Regions from separate parts of the Mus musculus genome. Here region 1 is linked to region 2. The links are chromatin contacts, called in public HiChIP or PLAC-seq maps. All regions are on one chromosome and are shown on one strand. The core of a region is the stretch at or near the end of the contact, and the rest is flanking DNA. Distances in the headings are between cores, read along the strand shown. Region 1 holds the start of Slc25a19 (solute carrier family 25 (mitochondrial thiamine pyrophosphate carrier), member 19). Region 2 has its middle 18 kb from the start of Tmem94.

Evidence for each region. HiChIP or PLAC-seq counts read pairs in DNA pulled down with a chosen protein or histone mark.
Region 1: a BATF HiChIP or PLAC-seq map of CD8 T cells shows a contact between it and region 2, with 13 read pairs. The contact joins the promoter of Slc25a19 here to the enhancer-like site in region 2. A contact is called at or near these places in 5 of 39 promoter capture datasets (the HPC-7 cell line, HPC-7-derived erythroid cells, the SN4741 cell line and 2 more), 1 of 15 datasets of contacts at CTCF or cohesin (CD8 T cells), 9 of 115 datasets of contacts at active chromatin or transcription factors (CD8 T cells, bone marrow-derived macrophages, embryonic forebrain and 4 more) and 3 of 9 other capture datasets (adipose tissue, liver and pancreatic islet).

What each region holds. Positions count from the first base shown.
Region 1 is chr11:115,626,932-115,629,875 of GRCm38.p6, reverse strand. Slc25a19 (solute carrier family 25 (mitochondrial thiamine pyrophosphate carrier), member 19) reads left to right here and starts at 1,581. Exons shown (of 7, transcript NM_026071.3): 1 at 1,581-1,811.
Region 2 is chr11:115,746,122-115,749,154 of GRCm38.p6, reverse strand. No RefSeq gene overlaps it. Among named protein-coding and RNA genes, the nearest start is that of Tmem94, 18 kb to the left of the region's middle. Within about 2 kb of position 1,629, at least 57 of the 459 cell types and tissues checked have an H3K27ac peak or open chromatin away from gene starts, as enhancers often do. A contact at or near this core is called in CD8 T cells, the SN4741 cell line, extraembryonic endoderm stem cells and 1 more, where this site is marked.

The DNA.
Region 1 (2,944 bases), core at 332-2,831, 120 kb after region 2:
TCAGTAGGTAAAGGTGCTTCTTATCAAGATTGAAAACTAAATTCAACCCCTTGGATCCTGTGGAAGGAGAGGACTGATTCTTGCAAGCTGTCCTCTCGCCTCTCCTTGTGTACCCCCCCCCCCCCACTATTAACCTTTAAAAACTTCTGTCATTTCTGCTACTTGGAAAACAAAATGAGAAAAGCTATCCAGAGATTTGTTACTGCCCAGCCAGCTGTTTCTTGAGGTGTTCTTAAAAAATACAAAAAGGAAGCCGGGCGTGGTGGCGCACGCCTTTAATCCCAGCACTCGGGAGGCAGAGGCAGGTGGATTTCTGAGTTCGAGGCCAGCCTGGTCAGAACTCAGAGTGAGTTCCAGGACAGCCAGGGCTGCACAGAGAAACCCTGTCTCGAAAAACCAAAAAAAAAAAATACAAAAAGGGGCTGGAGAGATGGCTCAACAAAAAGATGACGGCTTTTCCAAAGGTTCTGAGTTCAATTCCCACAACCACATGATAGTTCACAACCATCTGTAATGGGATCCGATGCCCTCTTCTGGTGTGTCTGAAGACAACTACAGTGCATTTATGTACATAAAATAAATAAATCTTTAAAAAAGATTAACTCTTTTTTTTTTTTTGGTTTTTTGAGACAGGGTTATATATATATATATGGTTATATATATATATGTATAGCCCTGGCTGTCCTGAAACTTACTTTGTAGATCAGGCTGGCCGCGAACTCAGAAATCCTCCTGCCTCTGCCTCCTGAGTGCTGGGATTAAAGGCGTGCGCCACCACGCCTGGCTAAGATTAACTCTTAAACTGTAACAAATAAACCACTGATTTAAAAACATGTAAGTAATGATACATTAAGAAGTTGCAGCAAATTACTTAGATCTCAGTTCAGATAAACTTTTTGTTTTAGAGGTCAGGGTCTCACGTAGCTTAGGCTGGCCTTGAACTCTGGGTTGATGTTGAACTACCGATCGTCCTTCCGGTGCTAAATTTCCTCCGGGGGTGTGTGTGTGTGTGTGTGTGTGTGTGTGTAGTTTCCTCCGGGTGTGTGTGTGTGTTTGTGTGTACAACTCCCTTAAAGGTTCTTATTCCTCCGTGTGTGTGTGTGTGTGTGTAGTTTCCTCCGGGTGTGTTTGTGTGTGTGTGTGTACAACTCCCTTAAAGGTTCTTATCCCAAAGAACCCATCTAACCCCGACCCGTGTGTGTGTGTGTGTGTGTGTGTGTGTGTGTGTGTGTGTGTGTGTGTGTGTACAACTCCCTTAAAGGTTCTTATCCCAAAGAACCCATCTAACCCCGACCCAACTCCAGTCCTTCAGGCTAATAATACCAGGCTTCCCGCCATCTTTTCCAAAGTTATATGACTTCTAAGACTACATTGATTTGGAAAATAAAAAATAAAAACTGGGTCAAGTTCAGCGAGCTCTAATATTCCATAGCCGCGCAGACTTCAGAGGATCGCGCCAATGAGAGGCCCTCTAGAAGGTCGTAAAAGCCAACTTCGCCATCCGCTCTTTTACGGCGTCGGAAATGCGCACGCAAGGCGCTGTGGTACTACACCTCCCAGGAGTCTCTGCAGCTTCTCAAGGGGGTGGGGCTTGGAAGCGGAAGACTACAGTACCTAGCGGTATCTGGACAGTGACATTGGGATGGGACCTTCGACGTACAACGATTCGTCCAGCGGCGGCCAAAAGCTGCACGGTGATTGGCCTAGCAGCCTGTCAGTTACTGGCAAGTGCTGTTAAGTTTTGCTGTTGGGCTACACTGAGAGGGAGGGAGAACTGAGCTTGAGGAGCCCGGACGGGCCTGAAGTGTCAGGTGAGTGGACCTCTGGCTTTGCTTTCTTCCCGGTACTCTCGGGGGCCGGTACCCCCACTCCGTGTGTCAGAACAGAGAAGGGCAGGTATCCACGTGGGGCGGGGACGGATGCTCACGAGGCACACCTGACCCCAGGAGCATCTTCAGAGACACGGAAGGCGAATCCCTCCCACCACCACTCACCATCGTAGGCGTTTGCACATGGGGTGTCCACTGCCCCGGACTCACGGAGACGCCCTCTCCACCCCACCCCATCCCCGGAAAGCCTGGACAGTGCACTCACGCGAGGCTGTCTGCAGAGCGCCTCAGCAGATCACATGGGCTCTCGGTTAGTCACCGAAGGACACCTGTCCACCCGACAGTGGAGTCTGAGGTAGAAAAGCTGCAGGGTGAAGAAACTCGCTTGCACCCCCATCACTGCCACTCAGGTCAGCAGCCGCCCTGTCTCAATCCTGCATTTATATTTATTTATATTATAAATCATTTTTTATCTGTTTAGATAGCAAGACTGTTAATGCACGAAGATTTTTGAATAAACAGGAGATTAATATTTCCCTTTATTTATTTTTGTTATTGGTTTGCGACCGTATAATCCTGGCTAGGCTCGAACTTGTTATGTTCTTAAGGGTGACCTTGAACTCTTGGTCCTCATGCCTCCCACCTCCCAAGTGCTGGAATTACAGACTACACTGCTGTGTTGGTTTTTGGAGACTGAACCCAGGGTACGTTAACAAATGTGATACTTTCCTCGCCTGGGTTGTAAAAATGTTTGTGTTTTTTAGTTTTCTTGAAGGCAAACACTTTTAAAGCTTTTTAGGTGTGTGTGACTTACTGGTTTTTATCACTTAACTTGATGAGCAGTTTGAGCCAGGCAGTCAGACGCCATCTCCTACTTCCCACAAGGGAAACCTGAGTTGGTATTTTATTTCATTTAAATGTCTTTTTACTTTTATTTTGCTGTAAATGAGTGTTTTCCCCGCATGCATGCCTGGGGCAGGAGAAAGAGTTTCGGATCCCCAGAGACTGGAATGACTGCTGTGAGCCTTCTTATGGGTACTAGGTCCTCAGTAAGAGCAGCAGCCAGAGCCTGCGGGTGGGGGCACATGCCTAGAATCCTAGCACTGAGGTAACAA
Region 2 (3,033 bases), core at 380-2,879:
CATGCATTTAGTGTCCCTTAGAAGTGACAGCAAGGGTTGGTGAGATGGCTCAGCAGGTAAGAGCACCCGACTGCTCTTCCAAAGGTCCAGAGTTCAAATCACAGCAACCACATGGTGGCTCACAACCATCCGTAACGAGATCTGACTCCCTCTTCTGGAATGTCAGAAGACAGCTACAGTGTACTTACATATAATAAATAATAAATAAATCTTTTAAAAAAAAAAAAGAAAAAAAAAAAGAAGTGACAGCAAGCCGGGCGTGGTGGCGCACGCCTTTAATCCCAGCACTCGGGAGGCAGAGGCAGGCGGATTTTTGAGTTCGAGGCCAGCCTAGTCTATAGAGTGAGCTCCAGGACAGCCAGGGCTTCACAGAGAAACCCTGTCTCAAAAAACCAAAAAAAGAAAAAAAGAAAAAGAAAGAAAGAAAGAAAGAAAGAAAGAAAGAAAGAAAGAAAGAAAGAAAGAAAGAAAGAAAATGGGTTACAAAGAAGTAAGAGCAACATTGGGAAGAAGAGTGCTGAGCGGTAGGACGAGTGGACCCCATGCTAAGGTGGCAGCCACTCGGGTGCTAGGATATAGGTGCATTCAAAAAAACTACTGGGTGAAACCTACTGGCTGATTTGAAATAAGTCTTAGATAGGAAAATAGTGGAATAGCTCTCTTAAGCTCTAGACCTCAGACAGGCAGTGGTGCACACCCTTAATCCCAACACTTGGGAGGCAGAAACAAGCAGATCACCGTTAGAGGCCTGCCTGGTCAACATAGTGAGTTCCAGGCCAGCCAGGGCTATGTGGTGAGACCCTGTCTCTAAAAAAGGACAGGTTGGAGAGATGGCACCCAGTGTGAATCTCTGGGCTGAGATGTGCTAACCACACAAGCATGTTGACCCAGGTTCAAATCTCAGAACCCAGGGAAAAAACTGCATGCTGTGGTACACAAGCTTAGCCCCCTACAGAGATAGGAGATGAAGGCAGGAAAACTGCCCAGAGGCTGTGAACCAGCTGTCCCGGAATTCACAGCGCAACAGAAACAAGAGAAATCTAACCTCTACAAGATGGAGAAGAAACCGATCTCCCTCGCCCCCATTTTTGTGCCATGGAACCTGTGAAAGAAAGGAGAAGAAGAGAGGGAAGAGGGAGAGAAGGCAGGAGGGAGAGAAAAAGGGAAGGGAAGGGGAGGGGGAAAGTGGAAGGAGAAGAAAAGAAAGAAAAGAAAAGCAGGAATGAACAGGGCACCTCAGGGGTGGGACACACACCTGTGATCTATCTACACACTGGGAAGGCTGAGGCAGGAGGATTTTAAGTTTGAGAGTTTGAGGCCAGCTTGGGCTAAATGGTAAGAGCCTGTCTCAGAAAACGGGGAGCAGTGCATCTGGTGGAGAATACCCTTGTTCTTAAAGACCTCACCACATGGAGGTAAGAAGTGAGTCAGAAAACACGAGTGATTCAGGCCTGATTCAGGGACTCTAACAAGGATCTACACGCTGAGCCACCTGCAAGCTGAAACAAGCCCCTCCCCCCGCCCCCGCCCGCACCCCCCGCACCCCCCCCCCCCCCGGAGGAGCATCCTTCGTCACTGCGCCATCTTTTCCACCTAGTCATTTGCTTAAACGTGACAGGCAGAAGGGGGTTGGTTTAAGATCTTTGTGCTGAGAGACCGCGGGAATGGCTCCTTGTTTGCAATTTCAGGGGTCCTGAACGGGGCTTCTGGCATCCACATCCGGTGGCTCCCAACCACCTATAACTTCAACCCCCGGGGACCCAACACCCTCTTCAAGGGCACTGGGACACACACAGACACACAATCATAAATAAAAACAAATCTTCGTTTATGTTAAAGATCCTCATGCTGAAATGCTTTGAATTCAGCTGAGTTAAAACAACGAGATCCCTGGCCAGAAACAGCAGGGTGAGGATCCAAGCGCCCCAGTGGCTGATACCTGTTGTCACAGTCAAAGTTTCAGACACTTTCTGGCTCTTTAAAAAGATGACTGGAGTGGTCAAAGGACAAGCTGGGAGAAGAAAGCAAATGTAAGGAGCTGCTTTGGAGGAGGAAAAGGTTTTATTTTCCTAACAAACAAAAAACATTGAACTGGAAAGAACGCAGAGTCCATTTCCCATCTCTTCAGATACAGGAAAGAATAAAACAGAACAATGCCGAGGCCAGGGTGAAAACGGGTGACTCAGCAAGGGCAGTGTGCAGGGTGAGAATCTCTGTGCTGCACAAGCCCACATCAGATAACAAAACGCACGCGGTGATCAAGTCTTTGTTATGACTATCATTCCTTACGGTATACAACTCAGGAAAGAATTTCAAAGCTCTGTGTGAACATGTGGGTGCCGGGTGTATTTGATCAGCACAGTGAGTAAGTAGATAAAATCCCAAGGGGCTGATGAGATGGCTCAGTGGGTTAAAGTGCTTGCCACCAAGTCAGGGAGTTTGAGTCCCTGGACCACACGGTAGGAGAGAGCCAACATTTACAACTTGTCTTCCACATGTGCATTGTGGCATATACAAAAGTGTGCTCAACCATACACATAATAAAAAGTGAGGAAACCAGGCAGGTGGCGCACGCCTTTAGTCCCAGCACTTGGGAGGCAGAGGCAGGTGGATTTCTGAGTTCGAGGCCAGCCTGATCTGCAGAGTGAGTTCCAGGACAGCCAGGGCTACACAGAGAAACCCTGTCTCGAAAAACAAACAAACAAACAAAAAAGAAAGAGTGGGTCCTCTAAAACAGAGTTGGTCCTCTAACTTGGTGGATGTGTTCATTGGAAGAGGTAGCCAGCTTCCTCCCAGTTCAGTGCAACACTGAGTCATCTATAAAGGGAGACATGCTAGTCACAACAGGATGGAGGACATCAAAGGAACAATGAAACATCCTGCCACAGTGTGCTCCTTGTCAGTGAAATATCTGGTCCATGCAGGGTGACAGCTATAGTTTCTGCCACTAAAACCATTATCTGGGGACAGAGGTAGATGGCAAGACAGGGACTCATGAGAGGAGGGAGCCTCAATTGAGAAAATGCCTCCATT